2 separate regions of the Sus scrofa genome follow, and region 1 is linked to region 2. Evidence: chromatin contacts called from public HiChIP or PLAC-seq data. All regions are on one chromosome and are shown on one strand. The core of a region is the stretch at or near the end of the contact, and the rest is flanking DNA. Distances in the headings are between cores, read along the strand shown. Region 1 holds the start of RNF24 (RING finger protein 24). Region 2 has its middle 48 kb from the start of RNF24.

Region 1 (3,878 bases), core at 232-2,731, 48 kb before region 2:
AGCCTAAGTATGTGGGAACCTGCAGAGCTTCCTCTTTTCTCTGGGGATGAGGACAATGATAAAAGGTGTTCTGTTTTCCAGCAGTCCTGTAAGAGGAGCCATTGAGCTGGGCTGCATAACCAGACAACAACACAGGGAAATTCAGATCAAAGCAAGGGTGCATGCCAGGGTAATACGCAATAAAACCCTTTGCCAAAGCATTAAGGGGGAAAAAAAAAAAGGCAAAGAGGTGAAGAGAACCTGCTGGACTACGTTCTTATTAACATTGAGAGGCAGGAAGAAACAAAATCTGCCTTACAGAGAAGCAGAGAAAACAGTGTCATAGATATGTTGGAGTATTTCTATAGACCAGTATGACTATATAGACATATTACCAATGAACTAAAAAGTGCATTTTAGTTAACTGGTAATGTAGGGTAGTTTCATGTACATATATATGAGTATATGACCACTGACTAAACCCCAAAACCAAGTGTTCTAGATAAACAGATATGAGACTAGAGGCATATTTTCAATTAACCCACTGCTTTTACAGTAAGAAACAAAGAAATACTATTTGAAAAAACAGCAGAGGCAGAACGAGGTGACGATCTGATGGAGTAATACATCTTTTTTCCTCATACCCTTTTTAATGATCTCTGATTCTCTCATTTCATAGGTGACACACACACCATTACGTCTCCGGAAACAAAGGAGGGTCTTTAATTCTCCGGCCTGAGGACGCACACACGCCCCCTACTCACAGACAGGCCCGCACCTGACTTTCATTAAATGAGTTAGCCGAGGCGAGAGGTCTTACCCCAGACCACAGTTTACACACAGTGACAAATGGGCACGAGACAAACGCCACAAAGAAAGGGGAGGAGCAGATGGGGACCAGGAAAACACTGCCACGCCGCACCCCCCACGGCGCGTTCCCATCGCCAAAACGCAGGCAGCCGTCCTAGCCAACCTCGTCCTCCCTGCTCATCCTAGGAGCCTCCCACGCCCGGGGACCCGACGCCGGGCACTGGCTAGGAGGGCGTTCGGGGTGCCCCGCACCGTCCCTCTGTGACCTCCCGGGGACAGCCCCGCGCCTCCCTTTGTGCGTGACCCACCCTCCGGATCGGGGCGGACCCTCCTCCGCGTCCCTCCCGACCTGGGGCAGCTGTCCCACCCCTCCCAGCTCCCCGCGGAGGCGCCAGGAGTGTGAGTGGGGGAGGCTGGAGTGGGCCCACGGTCTCCTCAGCATCCCGAACCTGGACCCGCCCGGTCCACTAAGCCCCAGACTGGGGGTGACGACCCTCGGCGCCCCCGCCCTTGCTTGCTCACTTACTCTGTCGTGCCCGCGGCGTCGGCGGCGGCGGCGGCGGCGGCGAGCGTGGCAGGACCGTCAGCGTCTGGAGGCTAGCGGCTGGCGTCTGCCGGGACCTAGCGCGGCTGAGGTGGCAGCGGCGGACTGCGCGCAGCGGCCCCGGCGAGGGGCGGGCCCGGTGGGGGAGGGGCGGCACCGCGCCTCTCATTCATGCAGCGGGGGCGGGGTGAGGGACCCGGATGCCCGGGCAGCCCCGCCCACCTCCCTGAGATCGTCCTGACTTCAGAGTCCGCAGTGCGCAGGCGCGGAGCGCGGTGGCCAGTCCTCGCTCCGCCCGTTGGGGTTGTCCCAGGGCGGAGCTGTCTTCCTCCGCCTGTGTTTAGTATTTTTTCTTGTCCTATAAGCATTTTTTAAAGGGAAAGCTTGGAACGCTACCTCTTTCCTAGCACCCAGACTGCCAGCATTCCGGGTCACAGGAGTCCGATAGATAAGGTGCACATTGCCTCTTTCCTCCATCTGTGTCACCTGCAGCAGATCCTCTCAGACTTCTGATACCCAGAATCTGCCCAAATAGTGGAGAGGAGTGTGTGCAAGAAAGAGTGCATTACTTTATTTATGTGCATCGACCAGGCCCCAGCTCCCATTCCATGGAGCAGGCCAGGAATTGACCTTTGTTTTGAGGAAATCTCAGCCCTTTCTGTAATAAGAAGGTTTAGGGTTTATCTAATGAATCTCCAAAGATCAAGTGGAGGCCCCTTGTCTTTGGCAGGCAGTGTGTTCTGCAGAGACACTCTCCTGTTCCCAGCCCCTTGGTTCTGCTACTCGTGGGCCACAGAACTCTTCGGGGGCTGCTGGGAGTCTCTGAGGCTCTTCGGCTGAGTGTGTGGGCCCTGTAGCTCAGGGAAATTACAGAGACAATTGCCCCACTTTGTTTCAGTCCCTAAATCACCCCTTGAGAGTCTCCTTTCTTCTCCTACCCTCCAAGCCCCCTCACACAAACCATAAACAGCTCAGGGGCTTAATTTTGGGAAGCAAAATAATAGTAGAAAGCGCCTGTAGGCAAGTTCCTTCTTCTTTGGCAAACAATAAATATCCAAGGTAAGGGGGGAAGTAAAGACTAACATCAACGAACATCTCAAGAAGTTCTGTAAGGTAAGAGATGGGTGGAAGCATGGGTAGAGAGAGAGTGGCAAAAGAAAGAGTGCTTATCAACAACCTATCCCTCACCCCCTGTCACTGAAGCCTGTGTCAGGGGTCCTTTTCCCTTCTCTCCCTCCCTTCCTAGCTCAACTGGACCAGTTGCCAGGAGGATCTGCTACCTCTCACTGTTTAAATCAGTCCTCCTCAACTCTCTCTAGCTCTACTGCTGAAGTCTCAATACATTCTTATGCAAGTCAATTCTCATGATATGCAAATCTGCCCATGTTGCTGTCTTTTTCTCTTTCTCTGCCCAGTGGCACTTTAGCACTTCTTTTCTAGCCATTTCCAGAACAGCATCAGAGTGTCTCGCCTTCAGTGCCTGGTGTTCCTGCTTTTCCCTTGATTAGAGAAGCAACACTTACCTAGCAACACTCAACAGTCACTTTTTTTTTTTAAATGAAATTTTATTTATTTATTTATATTTTTTTTGTCTTTTGCTATTTCTTTGGGCCGCTCCCGCGGCATAGAGGTTCCCAGGCTAGGGGTCGAATCGGAGCTGTAGCTACTGGCCGGCGTCTGCAACCTACACCACAGCTCACGGCAACGCCGGATCGTTAACCCACTGAGCAAGGGCAGGGACCAAACCCGCAACCTCATGGTTCCTAGTCGGATTCGTTAACCACTGCGCCACGACGGGAACTCCCTCAACAGTCACTTTTTAATTAAGTCTTCCTTCCTGCCCTCCCCTTGTTGACGGACTTTCTTTTGGAATTCCCACCTGTGCCCATTACCTATTTCTCTCTCAGCACCAGTCACACTTAAAGTTCTACTCATTTGCTTATTTTTTTTTTCTCCAACCAGAATGTGAGCCCTTCCAAGACAGAAACAATGTCTCCTGGGACTTGGCAGGTGACTGGCACACAGTGGGTGTGCAGTGGTTATTGGTGGTGGTGGTGCCCCCTGGTGGGTCAGGGAGGCTCTACAGGGGAAAGAAAGACTGAGTTCCCTTTTCTTTCTCCTCCCTTCCCTCCTTCCTTCCCCTGTCCCATGTATGGAAACATGTTTTGTTTGTTTGTTTAGAGAGCTTAGCTAGGGAGTTCCCTTTGTGGCTCAGTGGTTAACGAATCTGACTAGCATCCATGAGGATGCAGGCTCCATCCCTGGCTTCATTCAGTGGGTTTAAGATCTGGCATTGCCATCAGCTCTGATTCGACCTAGCCTGGGAAACTTCATATGCCGCGTGTGCGGCTCTTTAAAAAAAAAAAAAAAAAGAAAGAAAGAAAGAAAGAAAGAAAGAAAAAAGAAAAAAAATCTTAGCTAGGAATTTGCTAGTCCCAACAGGCTGTAAGTTAAAAAGTGGAGTGCCTCTATCTTGTTTTTTTGTCCTTGTGAAAATTAGAAGGGAAAGAAAAAGAAAAATTTGAGGATGTGAAGAGTAGGGGTT
Region 2 (3,497 bases), core at 882-3,381:
TTGAAGCCTACTCAGAATTGGCACTTTGTTGGAGTTCCATCATGGCTCGGTGGTAATGAACCTGGCTAGTATCCATGAGGATGCAGGTTTGATCCCTAGCCTCGCTCAGTGGGTTAAGGATTCAGTGTTGCTGGGAGCCATGGTGGAGGTCACAGATGTGGCTTGGATTTGGCCTTGCTCTGGCTGTGGTGCAGGCTGGCAGCTGCAGCTCCATTTCAACCCCTCACCTGGGAACTTCTGTATGCTGCAGATGCAGCCCTAAAAAGACAAAGAAAGAAAGAAAGAAAAGAAAGGAAAAGAATTGTCACTTTGTCACTTCTGTGTTCTATTGGCCAAAGCAATTCACAAGGCCAACCTGGATTCAAGGGGTGAGGAAATACAAAGATGACAAGAGATACAAAGTCACATTGCAAAGGGTGTGGCTATGGGACGAGGAATAATTGTGGCCATGTTTATAATTAATTTATCACAGAGGGTTTGAGGGGAGTTGGCAGAACATGAAACAGCAAGAGAAGAGCCCTGGGGACAGGAAGGCGGGCTGGGAAACAATCACAATAGTGACTGGGAAGAGAAGGATAGGGCGTTTGCCCAGACTCTAAGATGGGGTAGATCTGGATGGGGGAGAATAGAGGAAATGGAGTGGGAACTGAATTGGGGGCCTGACGGGCCAGGCAAGGGACAAAACCATCCACAGAGTTAGGATGTCAGCAGGTGACTGCTGGTGAAAGAGCCATCTGCTTTGGAGCCCTACCCTGGAAGGGCCTTGGAGGCCTGGGGAGATGGCAGCTTAGGTGCGCATTGAGTCCTGAGTCTTCTGCTGCCTGTAGGCTGGGAGATCTTTCAGGGCCTCTAACATTTCCTGGGCTTGGTGTTCCCCTCAGTAGGGTAGGGAGAGGAGCTCTAACCTTGTTGGGCTGTTAGGTGATAAACTGAGAGCCATAGTATGTGGAAGCATTTTGTAAACTCTTCTGGGGTAAACACTGACTAGTGGTTTTATGGCTTCGTTTTGTTTTTTAATTTAAGAGACATTAGTCACCTAGGGATGGTGGCCAGGAGAGGCCTAGGGGGGAGCATGAAGGGGGAGGAGGAGGACTCAGGGTTTGAGGGAAAGGACTGCTGTCAGGGCTGCTCAGGGCTGCTGAGGTGGCAGGAAAAGAAAGATCTAGACAAAAAACAAAACAAAACAAAAAAGGAGTTCCCTTTGTGGCTCAGGGGTTAATGAACCTGACTAGGATCCATGAGGATGTGGGTTCGATCCCTGGCCATGCTCAGTGGATTAAGGATCCAGCATTGCTGTGAGCTGTGGTGTATGTCGCAGACATGGCTGGGATTCCAAGTTGCTGTTGCTGTGGTGTAGACTGGCAGCTACAGCTCTGATTGGACCCCTAGCATGGGAACTTCCATATGCCACAGGTGCAGCCCTAAAAAGCAAAAAACAAAAATACAAGAAACAAAAAACAGAAGAAAGATCCAGAGAGAGAGGGTGGTGGCCTGTCCAGAGTCCCTACAACTTGGGGTTGGGGAAGCCTTGGGACAGCCTCTGTGTGGTGCATTCATACCTAGTGGCTCTGTGTTCCCTAAGATGTTGAGCTCAGAGAGTTGGGGGTCAGGGTAGTGGCCACGTGGTGGAAGAAGTGAGTCTCCCTGCATCGTCCTCCAAAGGCCAACTCCTGGGTGGTCTGGACCAAGCTTAGTACAGCTCCCCCTCCTTTCTCCCTTTTTATGCCTGCCACTCTGAGAAGTCCAGTGGCATTGTTGCTTCCAGATGTGGCCTCCAGATGTGGCCTGGAGCAGTTCCAGGTAGATCAAGGATGCAGAGGCATTAGCCAACCTCCTGGCTTTTCCTTCTCCTTCCTTCTCCAACGGGGCCTGCCCGGTGCTGTCCTCTCCCCTGCCTCCCTTCCACCACGAGGTCAGGGTACCAGGTACCTGGAGGCACTGGGAATGGATAAATAAATACCAGTTATAAATAAACTTGAGCCAGACAGATGCATCTTTATTCATGTTGGAAAGAGCTTATAACAGGGGGAGTGGAAAACTCTCAAATGTTTCCGTTTCGAGCGGTCCCAGTGGCTCTTGGAGGAGGAAGGGAGCTGTTTCCTTGGCTGGGGAGCCGCCAGGGCACTGGGCTCAGGGCCAGCCCAAGCCTGGGAGGAGCTGCTTAAATCCTCCTTCCTACTGGGAACAGCCTGGGCCCTGGTGTCTCACCAGCATGGAGCCCCTGTTGGGGGGAAAAGGCAGCAGCTCTTTTATTAGCAGCAGACTCTGCTATCAACCCAGGTGGTGCCCCTAGGAGTGAGTTCTCTGGTTGCCTGGACAAGTGTGTATCAGAGTGAAGAGTGTGTTTAAATTCTTTAGGGTTCCTGTTCAAATGCAGATTCTGATTTAATCTGAGTGGGGAGAGGCCTGGGGTTTTGCATTACTAGCTAGGTCTCAGGTGATCCCAGAGCTGCCAGTCTGTAGATCATATTTTGAGTAGCAAAGGTCTAGACTGGACATCTAAAACATATCTAAATTTTCAGAGTTCCCATCGTGACTCAGCGGTAATCAACCCGACTAGTATCCATGAGGATACAGGTTTGATTCCTGGCCTCGCTCAGTGGGTTAAGAATCTGGCATTGCCATGAACTGCGGTGTAGGTCACAGACACGACTCTCATCCTGTGTTGCTGTGGCTGTGGTGTCGGCTGGCAGCTGCATCTCCAATTCGACCCCTAGCCTGGGAACTTACATATATCATATCATGGGCACAGCCTGAAAAAGACAAAAACAGAAAAACCAAAAAAAGCAATATCTAAACTTTGGACACTTTTCTTTTTTTCTGCAGGTTTTCCTGATATTTTCTGGGTTTGTTTTTTAAGTTCCAAAAGCATCAAAGTGTGGACAGTGAAAAATCTCCTACTTCTGTCCCTAAGAACCCAGTGATCCTTTCCCATGACCAACTGGTGTTGGTTTTCGTGTATGTCCTTCCAGACACATTTTATGAATATTCAAGATTCTCTTCTCTCTCCTTGCCCTGTTTTGGATATTACTTGATACATACTGTTTTGAATTTTGCTTTTTTCACTTAACAAATACTTTGGACATCACTCCAGTTCCTTCTTTCTTTCTCTAAAGTCACACAGTTTTGGGAGTTCCCATCGTGGTGAAGCAGAAATGACTCCAACTAGGAACCATGAGGTTGCCGGTTTGATCCCCAGCCTCCCTCAGTGGGTTGATCCCGTGTTGCCACGAGCTGTGGTGTAGCTCACAGACACGGCTCGGATCTGGTGTTGTTGTGGCTCTGGTGTAGGCCGGTGGCTGCAGCTCTGATTCAACCCCTAGCCTGGAAACCTCCATATGCCATAGGTGCAGCCCTAAAAAGATAAAAAGACAAAAATAAAATAAAGTCACACAGTTTCATTATACATCATAGCTGCCTGGGCAAATGTGCTTTGATGGACACTTGATTTTGTGCAATCTTTTGCTCTTGCTGACAGTGATGCAATGACTACCTTA

What was found. HiChIP or PLAC-seq counts read pairs in DNA pulled down with a chosen protein or histone mark.
Region 1: an H3K27ac HiChIP or PLAC-seq map of skeletal muscle shows a contact between it and region 2. The contact joins the promoter of RNF24 here to the enhancer-like site in region 2. A contact is called at or near these places in 11 of 47 Hi-C or Micro-C datasets (adipocytes, blood, brain and 5 more) and 1 of 2 datasets of contacts at active chromatin or transcription factors (skeletal muscle).

The regions. Positions count from the first base shown.
Region 1 is chr17:31,702,958-31,706,835 of Sscrofa11.1, reverse strand. RNF24 (RING finger protein 24) reads right to left here and starts at 1,481. Exons shown (of 6, transcript XM_021078063.1): 1 at 1,316-1,481.
Region 2 is chr17:31,656,050-31,659,546 of Sscrofa11.1, reverse strand. No RefSeq gene overlaps it. Among named protein-coding and RNA genes, the nearest start is that of RNF24, 48 kb to the left of the region's middle. Within about 2 kb of position 2,131, at least 22 of the 83 cell types and tissues checked have an H3K27ac peak or open chromatin away from gene starts, as enhancers often do. A contact at or near this core is called in brain, omental adipose tissue and skeletal muscle, where this site is marked.